Linked DNA regions of Zea mays: region 2 is linked to region 1. A link is a contact called in public Hi-C data. All regions are on one chromosome and are shown on one strand. Each heading gives the region's core, a stretch centred on a gene start, on an enhancer-like site or on the middle of the called end of the contact. The rest is flanking DNA. Distances are from core to core; before and after follow the strand shown. Region 1 holds the start of LOC103646241. Region 2 holds the start of LOC112136070.

Region 1 (6,439 bases), core at 3,304-5,803:
AAACAAGAGGCAGGAGCTAACCGACAGCATTTTTGTGAGATGAATTGATAGTGGTGCTAGCCTTGTGCATAGCAGGGGGCATCATTCCCATGCAAATGATTAGTGATGCAATGACATTTGCTGTGCAACGGACCCAGTTGTTCCGTTTGTTCAATCAATGGTTTCGCGTCCCCAGTGACGTGATAGCCTCCTGATCACTTCACGTACGTACTAGCAGATGGGCGCTCCTTTCTAGGTCAAATCAAAACACTGGCGTGGATTAGATTCCAGGGCATGCATGCTTTGGGAGCTCTTCGAAAACGAGGACGGGTGCTCCCTACATGTTTTCAGAGCCACTAGGAATATTTTATGAGAAAAGCTGCATCTTTTTAGCTTAAATATAATGTCCTGTGCTCATGATTCTCAATTCGCATCATTAGATTCCATGGAGCGAGACAGAACTATCATAAATCCCTGTGGCATGAACGAGATATATATCCCTGTGACATGGGCCGGAGCCGTACGCACTAATAATCTTTGTATGGAACCGTGTGTGCCGGGCATCGTTGCCCCAGTCACCCCTGTTACATGATGGGCTCGTCGTCCATGCCTCGGCTGGGTCACGGCGACCGTAACGCTTCAACTAACTCTCGCAGCCTCCGGGAGGCACGGCCGGAGCGCTACTCGTCACCGCTCAATTAGGGCTGGTTCGTTTTACAGTTAATCTATATGAATTATATGATATTGAATTGGTTTAAATCTACAACAAGTTAAAATTCATCCTAATATATGATAATATATTTCAATCAACGTGAAATTGGGATAACCCAATAAGGTCTTAAGAATGGTTTCAGTGGATCAATGTGGATCAATGTAAAATGGAAGACACGGTACTATAAATAATAGTGTTTGACACAGTTTGTAGAATATAGTTTAAATAGTGGATAAGATAGGGGATAGCCGAGCAAGTTCGGCGTCCTGGGGAAGGGGTTTCCCAATTTTCTATATTTTCATATTTAGAATTTTGGAGGAACTAATCCATATTTGAGTCTGGAGGTCAGCGTCATGGTCGATAGGTTATAAGACTGTCTCCAGCAACGTCCTCTAAATTTCATTCTCTAAAGGAATATTCTCTGTCATTTACAGCACACTCTAAAAGATTGCGTCCTCTATATTTTCAATGTCTCCAGCAATGTCCTCTAAATTTCGTCCTCTATATATATTTCTTTTCCCAACCAGAAAAACAAAATAAAATCCAACATATTTTTTCCTTCATTAATTGTGTCGTGATTGGTTGGGAAGTCGCGCTGTACATTGACGGGACGCAGCACATACGAAAACTTTATCCTATAGTATGGCAGGAAGCAACCAGCGAGCCAATCAACGATCAAGCGTGGGCACAGGAGAGGATAGAGAAAGCGCCACATTTGGCGGATGAACGATAGACTCTATATTTTACAGGAGGTTGTAGGGACGTTGCTGGGGAGAAAAAAGTAAAGCAAGGTCCGCTAAATTAAAGGTACCGGACGGTTTACCGTCCCTTGCTGGAGGTAGTCTATCCAACAACGTCCTCTATATCTCTTATTTACAGTCTCCTCTAAAAGACTTTATTCTCTATATATCATCTCTCCAACAACATCCTCTAAATCACGTCCTCTATACGCAAATACATATATTAGAGACATTTTTTATTTTTTATTTTTTGTACATACGTATTTGTCATACTCTTAAATGTATTGTACATATTTTAGTTTTGCTAAACCGGTTATTTAAAGTATTCAAATGGATAGAGGACCGTTTAGAGAAACTCTATATATTGAGAATCCAGCAGTGTCCTCTAAATTTAGAGGACCGTTTAGAGGACGTTGCTGGAGAGCGTAGATGGCCGTTTGGTCCTCTATATTTAGAGTAGGAAGCTTTAGGGGCTCTTGTTGGAGCCCGCCCAAGCCTTGGTGTTAAGGTTGATGAAGACATATCTAGTGCACATAAAAGCATGGTGTACATATTAACTTATCATGATCCATCTTGGACGTACCAGGCCACGCCGTCAGGCGCTATACCTCAGCTAGCTGTTCAGAAGTACGTACTCGGAAGATGTCTAATCTGTAAAGAAGGTAAAAAGAAGAAGAAAAAAAAAAGAAATGAGAAGTCAGAACGACGACACAGTAGCAACTCCCTCCCAATCGTCTGTGTCCGTGTGACGGTATGTACAGGTCGCCAATAGATACCCGTACGTGCTATAGTGTTTTTTACGAACACGGTCTCTCGGGCAGTGGGGCACGCACGTCACATGCATGCGATTTGGCCGGATGCTAGCTATCGTCAACGTTTGTTCTCAGAGTTCACACCGGTAGACCTGTTGTACGTAATTATTATTATTTTCAGTACGTGTGCTGGACAAGATAACGAGGAAACGTCTACTCGGTTTGGCACGTTTTGCCTCGGAAGCTGGGCACGTACTGACAGACCGTAGGCTAGCAGATCACTTCTAGCTACTAGCTAGGCAGGAATATAATATCGGTCTCCCCGTACCGTAGATTGAAAGAGGATCACACAGGTCCACGACGGCGGATCGGAGGAGGCTGAATAACTGCTCGCTGGCACACTGTAGCCGTTAGCCGCCGCCATCCTGCCCCGCCCGGTTCAACTGTTCAAGCTGAACTAGCTGGAGAGGGCATGTGAGCGGTGCAGCGAGCGCGTCCTCTCGCCAGCTCACAACCACAACCGAGCAGGAAGGAGAGGGAGCGGATCCTCCAGCACCGCGCTGTTCCATCGTCCACGTACCGCAAGCTCCGGGCCACAGGCAGGTCCCTCCAGTAGTCCAGTCCAGCGTCGTCTCGTTCTCGTCGATCAGCCGGCCGCTGCGTACCGGTTACTCCACCCACCGTGTCTCGGTCTCGGTTCCCTACTGTCCGCTGACCTGATCAGTCAGTGCATGTCGGCCGTACGTAGCCCACGAAGCCGAGCGCGTACTACGAAGTCTACTGAATCATTTCTACCAATGCAAGACCAAGAATGAGGTACGAAGTCATTCAGTTCCTTTTCGTCAAAAGGCAAACGTAGACTCAAGACTTATTATCAAGCCTCCTTTGACGAAGACTCTTTGGCATGCATAAGTCAAAGCGAAGAGCCCACCAGATGAAGAAACAAAGAGAAGCCGATTCATTCACAATGCAAGGTACCAACCGCCTTCGTCCATGAAGACTGACCATCCACAAGAACTACAGTATATCGCAAGGTAGGAAACAAATGACTGATGAACCGCACCTGCATGCATAGCTGAACGGTTGTAGTCTAACAAACCATGAGTATTCTAGACTTCGTATAGGCAATTACCAAGGCAAAGACCTTTATAAATACCGTCTTACATGTGCAATTAACAGCCATGGGATCTATGTCCAATTAATTCACCAGACCGTACACACACAGAGGATGTATTTTGGACATCGGGCGGACAGGGGCACCAGACTAGGTCCGGTGTGCTGTCCGGTAAACCCAATGGTCGGATTAGAAGGACCTAGTGCCGAATGACGTGACAGTGCAATAGTGGAAGGTCCGGTGCATCGGACCAGGTCTGGCGCCAATAGTTACTGACGGAAAGTGCTATAATCAGAGGTCCGGTGCACCACCAGACCGGACTTGTCTAGTGTGAACAGAATATACAGAATTTTATCAACTACTAATTTTATTTTTTGGGGCTATATATACACTTGTTTGACATAAAACTCATTTCTAGAAAGTTGCAAAACTGCCTCTAACCTCTCTCTTGGTGAGAGTGCTTAGTGCGAGATTATGTGTCAGAGAGCAAATAGAGGCTAGATAAGTGAACAAATAGCCAATGTGATGTGTGTAGAAGCTAGAGAGAGAGCTTAACAAGAGTAAATCAACCTTGAGCAAGTTTGGCGCGATTCAGCCATTCGCTTTGCGCATTCGCTGGAGAGCTTTTAAGGCGTGGAAAATGTTGGGATTTTTGTAAAGCAACATAGAGGCAGTGGAAATCTCGGCTTATCATGGTGGTGAGATACAAAGAGCGTGTCGAAAATGACTCAAAGACGTTGGGCTATCTCAACAACATGGAGTAAGCAAGTATTTGAGGCTTTAGCAAACTACGCGATGAATCACGTGTCACAATATTAATCCGCTGCACTGATTTGTTCCAAGCAAGTAAGTTAATACTTTATATAATCGCTTATTCACCCTCTGATCCTTTCCATACTTTCAGGAGTACATTGCGCGAAGTCATTGAATAAACAAACGGGTAGTCGTAGTCTCACACCATACGATTAGCAGTCTGCCAAGCCTGATCGTGCAGTGCCCCGTAATTCACGCCCCCTTCTGTTTAGCGTTTTTTCTTCCTTGCATTGCAGTTCAGTTCAGTCGGTCGTGCACTCTTCATCCATCCATCCAGCCAGCCAGCCAATCGAACCGCAACGTCATCCGCTGCCCACCGGCCACCGCCATCATCACCACTTTCGGGTTTGGTATTTCCCGCACGCACGCAACGCACGTACGCGGGCCACGAGTGGGAGTGGTGGTGGTGGAGGTGGAGGTGGACACCCGAAGCCAAGCAAAGCAAGCGGGGAAGAAACAACAAGGGACACTTCACAAAAGCTGGGCTGAGATCGATCCATCGATCGATCCCCTTCCACACCAGCCTCCTACCGCGTCGCTTAGTGCTCACTACTGCTCACCACTACTCCGTCCCGCGTCGCGCCCCGCGCCCCGCGCCGGCGAATGCTCCGGCTCTCCTCGCCGCAGGTGAACTCCTCCGAATTGCGCCTGCTATTCCTTCGCTCACTCTCCTCTCTCGCTCTCGCTCTCTCTATCCCGGGAATACGGAAGACGCTGGTGGGTGGAAACCCTCCTCATTCTTTTTTTTTTTGCCATCTTCCTTAGATATTTTCTTCCGTTTCTTGGTAAATCTTTCGCCGCCAAATTTGAGCTTCCGATTGTTGGATTCGCCACCTTGTCGCGTGCCGCATTGCTTGTGCGGACTCTCGCTTGTGGGGGACAATCCTGTTTTGGTGATGCGCCCAGCTGAGATTTAAGGCTGCATTTGGTGCTTGTGGGTTCAGTCTGCGAATTTTGGGGGGGGGGGGGGGGGGGGGGGGGAATCTCTGCGCAAAGGGAGGATATTGAGATCTGAGCGGAGTTTTATGGTTCGCCAGGTCCGAATTCCCATCGGTGCCGGCGTAAAAAGCCGCCTTCGCCGCCGCCTCCCGTCCCTTTCCGCTCCCGCGCCCGAGAATTTATTGCTCGAACGCGCGCCCCGTCCCGTCAGCCCCTGCACAGACCGCGACGCCCCCATCCTGTGACGAGCAGCCCAGCAAAGTCGCAGGCTTTGCAGTTTAGGGGGTGTTTGGGAACAAAGTTTTTCTGCAGTTTTGGAAGAATACTGCAGTATTCTCAAATACTGCAGTATTATATACATAATGGTGTTTGGCAAGCTGGGTAAAATCTCTGTTTTCAAAACTGAAGTATTGCAAATACTATAATTGTTTTAAGGCATTCTAAACTTAGCTCTGGACCTCAGTTTTCAAAACTGCGGTATTATAAACTACGTTATTGTCATAACTAAAGTATAGTATAGTATTTCAAAAACTGTAGTTTTCAAAAACTTTGTTCCCAAACAGGGCCTTAAATGCTCGAGCTAGTATTTACCTGCAAGATTCCTCTCCCCCTCTGCCGTTTCTCTGCATCGCGCGGCTGGTCCCTGGCCGGGCCTCGTAGCCGTACCTCTCGATCGCTGCATTTAGTTGGTCTGTTTTGTCTGCGTTTCTGCTTGGAAAGCTTCGAGTTCGTGGTGTTTCTTCTCAGGCTCCGGTAGGCGGTTTCCTTTTCCTTTTTGCTTTTGGAGAGGAGCGTCTCGTTGGTTTCCATTCTTCCTAGTTTTGTACTACGTACCATGTTATTGTACGTCTTCTCGTCTTTTTATCATCGTCTCTGTCTTTCCACCGATTAAAATTTTGCTGCGAAGAAAATTGGGTCTTAAAAAAATGTGCCGCTAGTACTAGTATCTCGTTGCTCTCGCTGTCGCAACTGCATCGTTCTGCTGTCGTTGTTGGCTGCATCGTTCTGCAATTTGTCTCACCTACCTCTGAGCGCTGATTAAGTTAATATAGCTCGAGCTTTGGCATCCACATTCCATACGTAGAGGATAGAGCACAAAGCTATGCGCCTTTTATACCTTCTCTCACCTCTGAGCTCTGAGGTTTAGTTTGCCACTGTATGTGACCCCAAAAGTGCAGCCTTTTCAAGGCTTTTGTGCTGAAAGATTCCTTTTGATCATAATCATAGATTTGTACTAATTAGTTCAGCTCGGTGCATTTACTTTTATGTTACCTTCTGATCTTTGCTACATTCCACTTTTCCATCTTGCCTGTTGCTCCGTCACCATCGTTTCATATCGTTGGGCGTGCCGGCTAACTTTCCTTTGGTTTCTATAAACAACAGCAGGGCC
Region 2 (6,901 bases), core at 3,038-5,537, 240 kb after region 1:
TGCCTTGCACCTTTCTAGCCCATAGCCGCTACGCCACAAATAAGAACTGAGCTCGTCTCCTCCCTTCAGCTGAACAAACGACCCCGTCGATCTTCCTCCGTAGCTCGTCCCCAGCCCGAGTAAACCACAGGTGAGCATACCCCGATGTCACCCCGCAGTGCCGCTCGCTGCAGCTTCCACTAAACCAACCCTTGCTCTCAATTAATCATGACCTGTAAAGTTCTGAAATCAGCCCCCAAAATACTAACCCAACAGCCGCGTAACCCCAGATAGCCACTACTCAATTATTTCTATAAATTATCCAACCAGTCGACTTAAAAAATCAATATATTAGCCGTTCCAACTCTGTTTAACCTGTTCCTTTTTCCTAAATTTGTCTAAAATAAAACTATATTTAATACAAATAAATTGTGTGATATACTAATGCATGTTTGTCTTGCGCGCGTCATCGTCAAAGCAGAACCGATTCCGGAGGAGAACCCGGAGGAGCCAGGAGACGAGGAACAAGACGCCGCGGGCACGCACGTGAGCGAAGGTAAGTCTCACCGACCCCTTACTTTGATCATGTTTGCTCCTAAGTGAGGAAATAAATAAAACTTACTAGACATAGGCGTTGCATGAGATAACACACCTGATACTGAGCGAATGAGAGAAATCATGGAACTGATGCCTTGATGCATGTTGACTGCATGAATATTAATACCTTGATAATTGATGAAACTGGATCGGAATGAAACCAGAGCAACATGGTAAGTGTTGGAGCATGCGCTACCGTGGTGGTAGACTTGCGACTGAGTTGCCGTGGTGACATCTCGGGTTTGCTAGTTTTGGTTGGTGGCTGCTCTGGTGAACCATAAGGACTATGTGTTGTGGTGCCATCTCACCTAACTTATTTCCAGTGCGACCACATGAGCTTGTATGGGAAAGCCTTAGCCTAATCCCACTGGTTGGCCTGATAGTCGTCCGAGGTGGATATGTTTTGGGTTGGAGACCTGAGTGGTCAGGACCCGGGGTTTGTGGGCGACTAGGCGAGGTGGAGCCATGGCTGGGTGTCGGCTATGACAGAACTGTCTTGGGATGGTGATGTGCATGTGGGTACAGCGTACAACCTCTGCAGAGTGTATAATCCATTCGAATGGTCCGTGTCCTCGGTATAGGACAGGTTATGGTGTGGACACTTCAACTAGTTGAGCTACTTAACTAATGAGATGGATAACGAGCAAGGATATAGTTCCAATATTGCATTGGTTAATCATGTTTATTGATCATTGCATACTAATCTGTAACTCCCTCCCTGTAAGGGCGAGGTGGGACTTGCTGAGTACCTTTGTGCTCACCCGATGTTTTTACAGAGGATCCTGATTTCGTGCCCGAGGAGTTTTGAGTAGTTCGTGCCCTATACCCAAGTTTGGTGTGGTGCCATTGCTGTAGAAGCCACCATGTGGGAAGAAGAGACTACCCTCATGTTTATCTTATCGACTATAGTTCTTCTAGTTTATGTTATTATTGTAATCGAATGTACTAAATAAAGCTCTGTATGACTGTGGCACCACTTGTGTAATGTATTTCACCAGAGACTGTTTTCCTGGTGCTTAAATACATGTTTAGCTTCGGTTGTTTAGACCGGGGCGTTACACCGACACACAAGAGGATGATGGCTCTAAGGGAGATCGAAAGAGACAAGGTCTTGCCAAAACTTATAACAAAAGGGTGAAGACTAAATCATTCCAAGTTTGAGACCTTGTCTTGAAAATAGTCTTGCCATTAACAAGCAGGGACCGAAGTTTGGCAAGTGGTCCCAAAGATGGAAAGGGCCCTATAGAGTCACACAGGTAATATCGGGTGTTACAGACTTTGCATGGTGATGAGCTACCTAAAGCATTAAATGGTCGTTTCCTGAAGCATTATCATCCAAGTGTATGGAAAGATGCTTAGAGAACCGACGTTTACACATCAGGTTGCTAATGCCTTGTACCAGATGCTTTTGGTTCGCTCGGCTTTCCTAAAAGGCAAGGGGCGTGTGTTGGGCACCATATGTGCCACGTGGGAAAGGCCGAACGGTCCGCCTTTAGGCACGGACGGTCCACGATTAGATTAGATCAGGCGTGATTAACCCCTTTTTTCGTGCATGTTTATCTATCTAAACTTGCGGATCATGCTGAAGAATGCCTAAGAATGGGTCCAGACCTCCCCTATATGTATGAAGAGGTACAACCGATTGCGGGCATCATCAATCGAACCAATCAATCTGTTTATCAATTCCTTTACTTTGTTGCCCTAGGAGTAGCCCGCAACGTAGTCTTCTTCGTCTCAATCTTCACCTCTATGCAACTCTACGTCGTCTAGATGCGTCCTGGGTGACATACCGATCCCAGGACAAAACCTAGGATCTCTTCTCCCTAAGGGTTGATTTGTGACAAGGGGATCATGGGGGATTGGAGGGAATTGAGGGGGAAATGAACTAATTTCCCTCTACAATCCTCCCGTGATCCCGAGTCATCAAATCAGCCCTAATGGTATCTCTCCCAGGAGGTGAGATTTAGGTGCCGTTGGCGAACGTCGCTATCCCTGCGCACACGTAGACTGTCCCGCCACCAGGCGCGGATCGTCCAAACTCAGCGCATGGAACTCCGCTCTTATTTCCAGGTCGCGAACCGTCCGCGATGCCGCAGCGAGGCCGCCGAGCGGAACAACTCCTATTGATTGACGCTTAAGTCGACGCCAACACATGGTTTATTTTTTTTGGTTTAGACGGCAATATCAATACTTAAAAAACATTGAAGTTTTGGCTATGCTGAAGTATTTTAAAACATTGTTTTATAAAGTTCAACCAAACACTTTTTGACACATAATACTATAATATTCTTAAATACCATAGTATTGTATTGGAAATATAAATAAACTTCGCTATCAAACAGCCCTTAACAGGTGATTTCAAACGTGTCAAAAACTTGTCTTATAGTTTATGAACCATGTCGATATCCTGAATTAATAGACGTATTCAATATAGACGTGATCAGTAGGCTTCTGATGGAAACCTGTCCGAGGTTCGAGTTCTAGACCTGTGATCGTATTCTGAAATTTGAGAACCTGGTGCCCTGGTGGTAAACTTGAATAATGTGCAGTCAAACTTGAAGACACCCACCAGACACGCTACCGGACACCACGCGTTCCGTTCCGAGCCGGTGCCTTCCTCGCTTTTATCGACACTGCAACCCGTGCAGTCACGTACTGCCACCCGCGCGGTCCACTACTAGCAGCACGCAACAGCTGATCTCACTCGTAAAGCTATCATGATGGACACACCGCAAATCCGCAATCACCTGTCCTAACTTGTAGAATCAGTTCATTTCACGACAAAAATACTAAAGTATCCCATGTTTTCAAGAAAGAACACATAGAAAATAGAAAACAGGGCATACTTGCTTGCATGAGACTAAACTTTAGTCACTCTTGTTTAGTTCCTAAACCAATAAAAACAAAACTAAAAAGAGAAGACAAAATCTGATTTATTCTAATTTAGTCCTTATATTTAGGGGGTGTTTGAATGCACTAAAGATGATAGTTAGTTGGCTAAAAATTGCTAGTGAAATTAGCTAGCTGACTATTACCTAATTTGTAAAAAGTAACTAATAACTGAACTATTAGCTAGACTGTTTGGATATCTCAACTTATTTAGCAGCTAACTATTAGTTATAGTGCATTTAAACACATTCTTATTAATTTAGGGACTAAAATATACTTGTTTGGTTACTCTAGCAGTGATTGAAGTGTAAATTAAACTAATTTACAACTCAATACATCTCAACCTATATGTGTTTGGATGAATATTAGAATATCCAAACCTGCCTAAAAGTGAGGGACTAGAGTTTAGTCTCACGGAACCAAACAACCCTAAAGATCTAGTTCCTTTGTTCTTAAAAAAAATTCTGAATCGAATCAGAAATTTGAACTTAGTACAGTTTTGTCTCAATTTTAAGTTATGCAATATTTCAGTTTTTATAGATATATTTTTGTATTATATACCTAGAATATATATATATTTAAGTGCATAGAAATATAATGTACACAAAAACTAAAATATATCGTAACCTAAAACGGTGTAGTACAAACAAATGGGAGAAAATAAAGACCAAGCGACTGGGTGGAGAGAGAGAAGACGCAAGCGGAGCAAGGGCATGAACTCAAAAGTGCCAGGTGGGGCCGGACGGATTAGGACGAAAAGCAAAGGCAGGGAAAGCAAAAGAGGAGAGAGAGAGGGAGGGGGCAGAGGAGGCTAGATCGAGGGGGAGAGGGACCGCCCGCGATTGCTACGGCCTCCATCGCAGCGAGAGCTTGAAAGCGTGCTTGCCTGCCATTCCCAGCTCCCAGTTCCTTTCCTTCTTCTTGCTCGTCCACCCAGTACTCCACTGCTCCTCGTCCTCGTCCTCGTCCTCCCTCTCCCGCCATCCCCATCCCCGCGACGACGCGCATCGGACCCTGCGTCGTACGTGCTCGCCCATTCCCTAGCCGTCAGTGGATGTGCCGGGCTGGCCGCGGGCCGTCCGAGCCTGCGGCGGCGGCAGGGGAGGGCGACAACCCGGCGGGCGGCAGGAGTGGCAGCGGGTGAGTTGAGCTCCACTCAGGGCCCGCATTACCAGTGTGTCCCTCCCCGGTGGTGCTCTGCGCTGTTCCCCTTGCTCACTTGTCGGGCGGGGCGTGCCCTAGCACCGTGTGGACTGTGGAGCTCGCACCGCGCGGGGGAAGTGAAAAAGCTCGCGCGCCTTTCGCGGATCTGCTTCGGGGGCTTGCGCGGCGGTGTGCTCCTGGGTCCCCCAGACGGGGCCGGGTATCCCGTGATTTGAGGGGACTTCTACTTCTCTCTCTCTCTCCTGCTGCCTCTTCTTCTTTATGATGGGTACACGGTGCGATTGGTGTGTGCTCCTGTTTGGGGATCCCCTGTTTGGTCAGTGAGGAGAGTTGAGCTGCTATAGCATTTCTGCCGGAGAAATCGGCTTAGAGTTGTCTGGGTGCTTCTTCTCTTCGTGAGCTTCTCGATTTCCAGGAGGTGATTACTGGTTAAACGGTTATTAATTGTATACTTTTGTTTTCTGTCTTACTTGATTGCCGGGTCGCTACCGATCTGCTACTTGGTTTGGTGGCTCGCTCTTGTCAGTTTGTCTGATAAATCCCAATGCGAAGCTACTTCCCTTGCCGTCACACGAGTACTAGTTCCGCTGCTGCCCGTCGGAGTATTCAGAATTCATAAGCATGTATCTGCTGCCGTGTTCTTACAGCTGCTCGCGCCCTCTACAGGAAGGAAGCCATCCAACCGCGGAGATGTGGGAGCCCAGGAGGTCGTAGCGAGGGGTTTCCTTGATTGGTGAATCTTCGATCAAGGATGGAGCACCGGGCTTTGCTGCTCGGCGTGGCGCTGGCCTTTCTGCTGGCCTCTGGCTCCCAGGGCTTGAACCATGAAGGTTGGCTTCTCCTAGCGCTGAAGAGCCAGATGAACGACACTCTCCACCACCTCGACAACTGGGACGCGAGGGATCTAACACCATGCATCTGGAAGGGCGTCAGCTGCTCGTCGACGCCCAACCCAGTGGTGGTGTCTCTCGACCTCAGCAACATGAACCTGTCAGGCACAGTTGCGCCTAGCATTGGTAGCCTGTCTGAGCTGACCCTCCTTGATCTGTCCTTTAATGGGTTCTATGGTACCATCCCTCCAGAGATTGGGAACCTGTCGAAATTGGAAGTGCTTAACTTGTACAACAACAGTTTTGTTGGTACAATACCCCCTGAGCTCGGGAAGCTAGATAGGCTGGTCACGTTTAATCTGTGCAACAACAAGCTTCATGGCCCGATACCTGATGAGGTTGGAAATATGACAGCACTTCAGGAATTGGTAGGATACAGTAATAATCTCACTGGCTCACTACCTCGTTCACTTGGCAAGCTGAAGAACCTGAAAAATATTAGGTTGGGTCAGAATCTTATATCAGGCAACATTCCTGTTGAGATAGGTGCATGCCTGAACATAACTGTGTTTGGTCTTGCGCAAAACAAGCTCGAGGGTCCTTTACCTAAAGAGATTGGGAGGTTGACCTTGATGACCGACTTAATCCTATGGGGGAATCAGCTTTCTGGTGTTATTCCTCCAGAGATAGGAAACTGTACAAGTCTGAGCACAATTGCCCTCTATGACAATAATCTAGTTGGCCCCATTCCTGCAACAATTGTGAAAATTACGAATCTTCAGAAGCTATACCTTTACAGGAATTCATTAAATGGTACAATTCCATCTGACATTGGGAATCTTTCTCTTGCAAAAGAGATCGACTTTTCAGAGAATTTCTTAACTGGAGGGATACCAAAGGAGCTGGCCGACATCCCAGGCTTGAATTTACTCTACCTCTTCCAGAACCAGCTTACAGGCCCTATTCCTACAGAGTTGTGTGGGTTGAAAAACTTGAGTAAACTTGATCTGTCGATCAATTCACTGAATGGCACGATTCCAGTTGGATTTCAGTACATGAGAAATCTAATCCAACTGCAACTCTTCAACAATATGCTTTCTGGCAACATACCTCCAAGGTTTGGCATTTATAGCCGTCTTTGGGTGGTGGATTTCTCAAACAACAGTATAACAGGGCAGATACCGAAAGATCTTTGCAGGCAATCAAACCTTATTTTGTTGAATTTGGGGTCTAACATGCTTACAGGAAACATTCCTCGTGGGATCACTAACTGTAAAACATTGGTGCAGCTTCGTCTCAGTGACAACAGTCTGACAGGAAGTTTCCCCACTGATCTCTGCAATCTGGTAAATTTGACAACAGTTGAACTAGGTCGAAACAAATTTAGTGGGCCTATTCCTCCTCAGATAGGCAGTTGCAAGTCTCTTCAAAGGCTGGACCTT

What was found. A called contact is a pair of places that touch in the nucleus more often than the background predicts.
Region 2: a contact with region 1 is called in a Hi-C map of leaf, with 5 times the contacts expected there. The contact joins the promoter of LOC112136070 here to the promoter of LOC103646241 in region 1. A contact is called at or near these places in 3 of 25 Hi-C or Micro-C datasets (all in leaf).

The regions. Positions count from the first base shown.
Region 1 is chr2:31,913,280-31,919,718 of Zm-B73-REFERENCE-NAM-5.0, forward strand. It overlaps LOC103646241, which reads left to right and starts at 4,554. Exons shown (of 6, transcript NM_001350734.1): 1 at 4,554-4,737.
Region 2 is chr2:32,148,744-32,155,644 of Zm-B73-REFERENCE-NAM-5.0, forward strand. It overlaps LOC112136070, which reads left to right and starts at 4,288. Exons shown (of 2, transcript NM_001361083.1): 1 at 4,288-6,901. The coding sequence starts at 5,381.